Regions from separate parts of the Xenopus laevis genome. Here region 2 is linked to region 1. Evidence: chromatin contacts called from public Hi-C data. All regions are on one chromosome and are shown on one strand. The core of a region is the stretch at or near the end of the contact, and the rest is flanking DNA. Distances in the headings are between cores, read along the strand shown.

What was found. A called contact is a pair of places that touch in the nucleus more often than the background predicts.
Region 2: a contact with region 1 is called in a Hi-C map of the XL177 cell line, with 2.6 times the contacts expected there. The contact joins the promoter of LOC108698272 here to the enhancer-like site in region 1. A contact is called at or near these places in 2 of 4 Hi-C or Micro-C datasets (the XL177 cell line and the XTC cell line).

Annotation. Positions count from the first base shown.
Region 1 is chr8L:26,179,178-26,184,021 of Xenopus_laevis_v10.1, reverse strand. No RefSeq gene overlaps it. Among protein-coding and RNA genes, the nearest start is that of rpl36a.L, 18 kb to the right of the region's middle. Within about 2 kb of position 2,416, at least 1 of the 7 cell types and tissues checked has an H3K27ac peak or open chromatin away from gene starts, as enhancers often do.
Region 2 is chr8L:26,286,564-26,291,849 of Xenopus_laevis_v10.1, reverse strand. It overlaps LOC108698272 (thymosin beta-4), which reads left to right and starts at 3,542. Exons shown (of 3, transcript XM_018229635.2): 1 at 3,542-3,698; 2 at 4,482-4,586. The coding sequence starts at 4,487.

The DNA.
Region 1 (4,844 bases), core at 1,167-3,666:
CAGGACCAATGCAGCCCCGTATTTCCCCACAACTGTTTATCGCTCTCTCCTGTGTCTGCACCATAATATGTACTGTATGTGGTGTCTCGTTTACTGTCCCGGAGACACTGGTATTGCAGTGCTGCCCTTCCTCTCTATGCCACCGGGTGCTGCAATTGCCTAGCACTGCTAATGGGGAACTTCATGATGTCTCCACCTATACAGATGTTGCCTAGAAGCAGGTCTTGACTGAGATTTAAAACCCTGGCATGTCAAGTAAATAGAGGACCAAGCAGCCCCCAAAAGGCCAAATAAATAGTGACTATCTATAGCAGAAGCCTCTCTGGCATTTGCCAGTATCTACACATTGCCAGTCTTGGCCTGTCTCTGAAACTGTCTCCAAAGAGCTTTTCAGATGATAAGAAGTTAAAGTACGTATGATAGAATGACACTGTGGTGGCAGTTTCCAGTTTATTTCAGTACATAAGTCTCAAGTTATGAATCCCCGAAAATTTCCCAAAAAAGCCCAATTCACATCTTGCTTAATGATTTTTTTAATTACTTTTTTTGCAAAACAGCAATATATACTATATATTCAAGCAGCAATCATGCCTGGTTTAATACACTTGTTATCCACCCCATGACGTTAATGTAAAAGTCAGATCTTGCTGTTAGTGCATTGTTTATCACACTAACAGTACATAAACTTGATTCAAACTTTCTTTCTTTCTATATTGGTTTCTCGACAAAATAGAATTAATCCTAAATGCAGCATGACAGTCATATCTAGAGAAGTGATTTAAGCATGGGATGTGTTGACCTCTTGTGGCCCGCTGAGTTATTGCATTAGTCCACACTGAAAACAATTGGCAACTGAATTTAAAATAGTGACCCTGTAATTTAGGTTATTACACCTATACCTGTCAGTTACAATGGGAAGGCTCTTACATAGTCCTATCAAATGACTTAAGGGGTCATTTACCAGACACCAGACTCAGTAACATTATTCTATGTATCAGGCTCCTACATATAAACTAAATTTGAAAGCTGCTCCTTATGGCTACAGATCACCTTATTTACATATGTTTTAAGTAAACTAATCTTTTAATGTTATTGGTACTTTAAGATTCAGGATTTGAATCTCATGCTTCCAGCATACAAGCATAACAATCTGTCTTTATATACATCTAGGAAACAAGCATAACAATCAGTTTTTATATACATCTAGAAAACATCAAAGGAGGCTGGCACAAGCCTGGACCCACACACAGTAGTAAGAGCAGAGTCAGATTGTAAAAGGTTAAAAAGCTTACATTTTATCCTCCATAATTAAGAACCAAGGCCTGACGCGTTTCATGTCTACCAGGGACACTTAAGGTGGCCATAGATGCAAAGATCCGCTCGTTTGGCCACATCGCCAAACGAGCGGATCTTTCCCCGATATGCCATTTACAAACATGGCTATATCGGGGGCAATCTGATTGTTCGGCCGTATGGCCGAACGATCTGATTACGATGTGCCGTGGGCTCCAGCGGGATCGGTCGGGTCAAAATCAAACCTGACCGAATAAACCAAACGACCGATCTCCGCCGGACGGAAGATGTCGGCACACGCCACACACGATCCGAAAATCATACGAATCCTCAATTCGTACGATAGGATCCGTGTGTCTATGGCCACCTTAAGTCATAGGCTGAACATTGAACAATACATACAGGATAATTAAAAGAAAGATAGCCAATGGGAAACAAGTAGGCGGTGCTTGTATAATAATAATAGGGAAAAAGAAAAAAGGGCTTAAATATACCTGCCGATAATAAATAAAATTAATATTTTATCCGATTTTCATGATTTTTTCATGAAAATGTTTGAATTTCACGATTTTTTCGTGAAAACGTTTGAATTTCAAGATTTTTTTTAGTGAAAACTGTCAAATTTCAAATTTTTTTCGTGAAAAAGTCAGAATTTCACGATTTTTTTAGTGAACTTTCTGATTTCACGATTTTAGGCAGTTTAAAAAAGTAAAAAGGTTGAACTTGATGGAACTGTGTATTTTTTCAACCTGCATGTATCCCCACTGCAACTATAGACACCATCTTTCCCTACTATACCTGCAATCCCACACACACACACAGTCCCTTTCCAAGAGGCTATTATCCCCACTGCTACTATAGACATCATCGCTTCCTACTATTCCTGCTAATATAAGCACCACCTCATATACTATACCTGCTATTCCACAGCCACAGTCCCTTCCCAGAGACTATTATCCCCACTGCTACTATAGACACCATCTAACCCTCCTATACCTGCAATCCCACAGTCACACTCCCTTCCCAGAGACTATTATCTCCACTGCTACTATAGACATCATCTAGCCCTCCTATACTTGCAATCCCACACCCACAGTCCCGTCCCAGAGGCTATTATCCCACTGCTACTGTAGGCACCATCTCTTCCTACTATGCCTGCTATTCCACAGCCACATCCCCTTCCCAGAGGCTATTGTCCCCACTGCTACAATCGACACTATCTCTCCCTACTATACCTGCTATCCCATAGCCACAGTCCCTTCCTAGAGACTATTTTCCCACTGCTACTATAGGCACCATCTCTCCCTACTACACCTGCTATCCCACAGCCACAATCCCTTGCCGAGGCTATTGTCCCCACTGCTACTATAGACACTATCTCTCCCTTCTATACCTGCTATCCTACAGCCACAGTCCCTTCGCAGAGAATATTGCCCACTGGTACAATAGGCACCATCTCTCCCTGCAATACCATGCTATCTAAAACCCACAGTTACTTCCCAGAGGCTTTGTCCCCACTGCTACTATAGACACTATATCTCCTTACTATACCTGCTATCCCAAAGCCACAGACCCTTCCAAGAGGCTAGTATCCACACTGCTACTATAGACACCATCTCTCCCTACTATACTTGCTATCCCACAGCCACAGTCCCTTCTCAGAAACTATTATCCCTCTGCTACTATAGGCACCATCTTTCGCAACTATACCTGCTATCCCAAAGCCACAGTCACATCCCAGAAGCTATTGTCCCACTTTTACTATAGGCACAATATTTCCCTACTATACCTGCTATCACACAGCCACAGTCCCTTCCCAGAGGCTATTGTCCCCACTGCTACAGTAGACACTATCTCTCCCTGCTATACCTTCTATCCCACAGTCCCTTCCCAGAGGCTATTATCCCCACTGCTACTATAGACACCATCTCTCCCTACTATACCTGCTATAGTAACATAGTAAGTTAGGTTGAAAAAAGACACACGTCCATCAAGTTCAACCTTTTTACTTTTTTTAACCTGCCTATCTGCCAGTTGATCTAGAGGAAGGCAAATAACCCCATCTGAAGCCTCTCCAATTTGCCTCAGAGGGGGAAAAAATTCCTTTCTGACTCCAAAATTGCAATCGGATTAGTCCCTGGATCAACTTGTACTATGAGCTATCTTCCATAACCCTGTATTCCATCACTTGCTAAAAAGCCATCCAACCCCTTCTTCAAGCTATCTAATGTATCAGCCAGTACAACTGATTCAGGGAGAGAATTCCACATCTTCACAGCTCTCACTGTAAAAAACCCCTTCCGAATATTTAGGCGGAACCTCTTTTCTTCTAATCGGAATGGGTGACCTTGTGTCAGCTGGAAAGACCTACTGGTAAATAAAGCATTAGAGAGATTATTATATGATCCCCTTATATATTTATACATAGTTATCATATCTTCCCTTAAGTGCCTCTTCTCCAGCGTGAACATTTTCAAGTTGGCCAGTCTTTCCTCATAGCTAAGATTTTCCATACATTTTACCAGCTTAGTTGCCCTTCTCTGCACCCTCTCTAATACAATAATGTCCTGTTTGAGTGATGGGGGCCGAAACTGTACAATTATTTCTGCTCCCCTGAAAAATTTAAAATGGGGGTTCTACTGTACATAAAATAGAGTAACAATAGCAAGGAGAGGTTGTGCACAACATAATGTCACTAGCATTGAATTTATGTTTATACATTCTATTTCAATCTAGAAAGCTGCATTGTTCCCAGAGAGGCTGAAGGCATTAAAGATAAGTCATCCTAAAAGAAACAATGTGGATATAGGACAGGAGCAGGAGAGGGGAGTGAGGTGCAAAAATATATCTTTTAATATTATAGATATTTCTATCCATACAAATATATAGAGTGAGGTAGAGAGTTATTAGAGACGAAGAGGTGAGTGTGGGAGCAGTGGCGTAACTTCGGATACCAGGGCCCCCCTGCAAAAAAAATTTCAGGGCCCCCTCTGCACAAAATAGTGGGAATATTGCAAGTATAATATCCCCAGAACTCATAGAAGGATGGCACAGTGGCAATTTCACATATAAATACCCCAGAACTATAGAAGGATGGCACTGTGGCAATTTCACATATAAATAACCCAGAACTATAGAAGGAAGGAACAGTCAGAATTTTACATATAAATACCCCAGAACTATAGAAGGAAGGCACAGTCACAATTTTACATATAAATACCCCAGAACTATAGAAGAATGGTAAAGTGTCAATTTCATATATAAATTCCCCAGAACTATAGAAGGATGGTAAAATGTCAATTTCACATATAAATACCCCTGAACTATAGAAGTATGGCACAGTCACAATATCACATATAAATACCCCAGAACTATAGTAGGATGGTAAAGTGTAAATTTCACATATAAATACCCCAAAACTATAAAAGGATTTCAAATATAAATACCCCAGCACCCTTACGCCTGGCGAATTTTTGCTAGCGACGTAACTACGCAAATACACACTAACTTGCGCAGTGTACTGAACGCTACCTTTTACGCTAGACTTCCTT
Region 2 (5,286 bases), core at 2,293-4,792, 110 kb before region 1:
TACTGAAAGAACCTATATGTAATAGCTACATACTGTGTGATACGTGTGATACTGAAATATGATTGACATCATATTTCTTTTTCAATGCCACTACACAAAGACCTCCTGTCACATGGACACAATTCCTTTAACTCCCAGCAGCACCTCCCCACTCTGTACTTTTCAGGTACCACCTGGTGTTGCCTCCCTTTATCAGTTTTGAGGGCCACACAATTCATCAATATTCTTCCTTCTCCCTCTGTGTAGTTGTGATATGTTGTCCTCCAGGGCCTTTATCTCGGTTACCATATAACTTTGCAGCTTGCACTTCTTTGTGTGTTTCTACTCAAGTTTAAGGTGTGGGGGGCGGGCACCTGTACTGATGTGGTGAGGCTCCTTTTGAATTGTTCAAAGAACAATCTTATATTTGCTTTGCAGCTTGGCTCTGATACTGTTAACCCTCATATCTGCTTTCTATTATTGTAAAATATATCAATATTCCACTTGGCAATCACAAAAGCTCAGCAGCATCTCATCTGCTGTCTCTTACACTCAGCAGGCTCAATTCCAAACACACTCTGAAGGACACTGTCTGGACCTGGTATTCACTCAGCAAAATTGCTAATCCCTCAAACTCTGCCTTTGCTTTTTCTGTTGACCACCTTTTGTCTTTTGATGCTTTGCACTCTCCACAAACATCACAAGCCATCTCAATCCCAGTTATCTTTCCAATTCTCTGTCCTCATCACTGTCTGATAATTTCTACCATTCCTGCCTAAACACAGCAGTTACTCATAATAACCAGGGGTGTACCTAAAGGCCTGTGCCAAGGACAGCAGATTTTGGGGTTGGCCCTCAGGTTATGTTGGGGGGTGCTGGACAGTCCGGTGCCACCCTAGCAGGCCCGGACTGACAATCTGTAGGTTCTGGCAAATGCCAGAGGGGCTGCTCTAAGATGCAATAGAAAGTGACTATTAAGTGGGCGGATGGGGGCTGTTTGGGCCTCTATGTACTAGGAATGCCAGGGCCTATTTTTAATCCCAGTCCAGTCCTGCACCCTAGGCTGGCACTGGACCTAAATACAACCCTGATAAAAACACTACACTATCCAACACACTTGACAAAATAGCACCTTTCACTGCTTACGATAGACAACCAAAAACTGGGGGGAGGAATTCTCTGTTTCAAACTGTCAATTGTGTTCTCTGCCTACCACTGCCTGACTTTCCTTCCTCTCTTACATTCCAAGATTTTGCTGTATACAAGAGAAATGTGGAATGTGGTTTGAATACCTCACATCCAACCATCTGCCCCTTTGACCCAACTCCTTCAAAATGTATCACTCACTACCATCTACCCACTGCCCAGCTCTTACCCATGTTTAATCCCCAATGGCACTTTCCCCTCTGACTCTGGACCAGTTATACCTACTCAAATTCTCAATTGATTCTATGTCTTCTTCTTCCAATTACTGTCCTATCTCTCATCTTTCCTAGCCCTCTAAACTTTTAGAATGTGCAGTTATCACCCGCCTAACCAACTTTCTCTCTACAAACGCTATACTTGACACACTTCTTGGCCCCACTTCAATCTGGTTTCTGCCCACTACATTCAACTGAGACGGCACCAAAGTCTCCAATGAGCTCCTGTCTGCTAAATCCAAAGGACAATTATCTATACTAATACTCCTTGAACTCTCTACTTGCTCCTCTGTGGCATTATTATCTTCCTTGGCATACAGAGTACAGCACTCTCCTGGATCCACTGCTCCTTCTCAGTCTGTATCTTGGATAAAACCTCCTCATGACTCATACTCTTTTTGTGTCCCTTAAGGCTCTGTCCTTGGACCACTCCTGGACGACAGATTACCCTATCCACTTTCCTAACAATTGAATCAAATGTAATGGGTGGTAATCTTTTTGTCTTACCCGTCTTTTAGGTAGTTAATCCTTTCTTAGAATAACCTATTTCTATAAATATTTCTATTAGTGTGTCATTTTTGTTGCATAGACATCATCAGAACTAGTAACAACCCTGATTCCTTTTATCGGGAAATGTATTTTTAGCTGACGGTTGCTAGCAAAATGACCAGCAGGTGGTGCTGTTGTTTCACATTTATTATATTAGATTAAAAACGAAGTTCTGAAATGTCTGGCTGCATGCAAGAATATACACATTTGAAATGCTGAATAATATACAGAAGTGCCGGTACTGGTACTGGCCTTGCTGCCAGCAATATATGTTATGAAGAATTAGACACCAATACCTGGATTTGTGCATCAAATGGGGTGTTCACCCCATTTGATGCACAAATCCATGCATTTGAGATGCGGCAAATCAGCTTTGAACATTGAGTGGAGGCATTAACTGCTATCCAATGCTGCTTTAAGTATAAGTAAACCTTTAAAATAAGTAAATGTAACACTGATGAGGGTGCTATTCTATTCTAAGAACTTTTGCAATGTACATTCATGTAAGAAAATGCATTCATGTTAACAGTACGTGTATTCTTTAATATCTTGGAATTAAAAATATATATATTTCTAGGGGGCTGCGGACGGCCCCTAAATGGGATGTTCGCCCTTGGCCTACCAGTGCCTTAAAGCTGTCCTATCTATGCACTTCTTGCATTTTTTTTTAATATTCCCCACTAGTAACCACAAAGTTTACTTTGTAAAGTACAAACAAAACATGTGGAAGGGACACCGGTCACATCCCATTACAGACTCCTGGAGTTGCCACAAAATTCCAGAGATCACTTTTAAAGCAGGTGATTTTATTTAAGTTGAAATTAAAGTAATGGGACACAACAATACACTATATTGTGATTAAATCCCATTCAATGCACATATCTAAATATAATACACAAAAGCCATGAATATATTGAAATGAAATCCTTATCGTGATGTAATCAGTTATAAACGGTGAGTTCGGATGTCATTTCTGTCACATGACTCACTGAAACTTGTGTATTGTAATAAATAAAGTACCCCCCAGTTGCAAAATATGAGGATATTAGAAGTTACCTTGGAGTTCCATGACCTGTATAAAAACACTTGGCCTTCGGCCTTGTGTTTTTATATGGTCATGGAACTCCTCAGTAACTTATAATATCCTTATAATTTACAAGAGGGGGTACTTTATTCACTATATAAATGCATATATCCTATGTATATTATGCAATATTCCCATGCAGTTTTGCATAGCAAACCACAAGTGAATGAATGTAAAAAAAGAATGATTAGCATTTAAGGACGTTGAGCCCAATGGTGCTCCTACACACTCCTTCAGTAAAATACAACTATTTTTCGGTAGGGAGCCTTCCCAAGCACGACGCATCTCATTAATACATTATTAAGGCTGTGCCCAATTTCGATTATAGGGAGGTGGCGGTAACGTCTGTATGGAGCATTATGACAACCTCTGACCACCACTCACAACAAAGGCTTTACCGCATACCGATACGAACCCCCCTCCCCCCTTTCTTATTATAGGAATGGTTTCTCCCTTTCGTGTTTCCCCCCCCCCCCTCACTTCAAACCGCGGAGCTGCGCTATTAATGGGTGGAGCTTAAGCGGGTGTGTGCACCTGAGCGCAATCGAAAGGGGGGGATGGGCGTCTCCTAATGGAAGTATATAATAGCACCGCCCACTGGTGTTCTTTCAGAGCTGGTTCGGCTGGTCAGTTGTTGCTGCTGTTGTTGTGAGGCTACGAAACAGGTTAGTGTTGTGACAGATGTTACGAATTGGCTTTAACAGTTAATAGCAAGATGTTAACTCTGAGTCTGTAACCATCAAGCCATTACTGCAGTGTTTACTCGCCATGCAACTTAATGCTCATTAATGTCTGTTGGGGGAACCACTTGGTTAGCACCAGTCACCCTTAAATGTTTGTGGGCACCGATCTCAGAATTTGGGTAGGAGAGCCAGGTTAGTGCCAGTGTTGGATGTTTTATGGCTCATTGCAGTTTGCTTGTTTAAGTATTCGTGTCCGCTTGGAGCCTTGCTGGGGACTTCAATTCTTTCTCCCTATCGTGGGTCCCCTTTAAAGCAAGTGTGGCTGCTGTAACATGCATAATGTGGCAGCCACACCCATCCATAGGCCTGCATGTCCTGATACGTTTCCCCCAAGGGCTACCAGTATGGGCAGGGAGAAGCTGAAAGGGCTGTTTGCAATACTCCTACTAGGATGCCCACAGGCATAATGGCAGCTGCCCAATTTCTCTTTATAAACCATTGCGGTACATACTTTTATTGGAGCACTTACAGCCAAAACCCTTCTACAATCCTCATTCTCTGGTTACTGCAGTAAATCTAAAACTTAACTGGTGATCCAGTCCCTGCATAGTTTGTGTTTGTAGGTTTTTTTTTTTTTTTTTTTGGTTTTTTTCTTCGGTCTGTTGTATTTTATATTATGCTATGTTGGTGATATTAAACTGTACAGATGGCTGGAACCGAGTCCCTGTCTATGGCTACTGACTCTTTAATTATTGTCATACCCAGTAATCATGTCTGATAAGCCCGACCTGTCAGAGGTGGAGAAATTTGATCACCGCAAACTGCGGAAAACTAACACGGAGGAGAAGAACCCATTGCCTTCGAAGGAAGGTAAGTGCGCTTATTTCAGATCATGGCATGTGGGTAGTGGTTGTTGGCTCTGTTACCAGAACACGTTCGGTGGCATCAGTTGCTTCTTCTCATATCGGCTTGACTGTCTGCTCTGCTGTGAAGACCCTAAAACGTACATTGTGTAAATTGCTCAATTGTGCTACTTTTTACTTTAATAAATATACTTTTTATTTATTTCTTTGCAAACTACGCATTCTCCTTTAGAATAAAAACGGCTGTAGTTCAGCAATGACTTTGGGTTTTTATGCTTGACTTGTGCACTCTGTACAGGAATAGTTAACAAATCTTCTGTGCTTCATAGGCAGGGACTTGGCAGAAACTTTCCCTTTTTTTATTTATACTTGAATAAACATTGTATGAAATCAGGGGGAGGGGATCTGGCACAGAGCTAGTGTTGAGCTGGAATTCAGGGTCAGTGCAGCCTTCCAGCAGGGCTGGTAAAGGAGTAGCCTCCGTTCTATGTAAACAGCTTAAAAAATCACAATGTTTAATTTGCCCACTGGTCTAAAAGTTGAATACCCTATTGAAGTCATTTTGGCAGTGTTTTAAGTTTGCCAACTGTACAGAGTTTACCCTGTAAACAATAAATATTAAAAGGGGGTTAACTTAGGGCTAGTGGTATGCAAAAGGAAATGTCTTTGATTCATGCATTTGCTGTGCATTGTCCCCTCGACTGCTG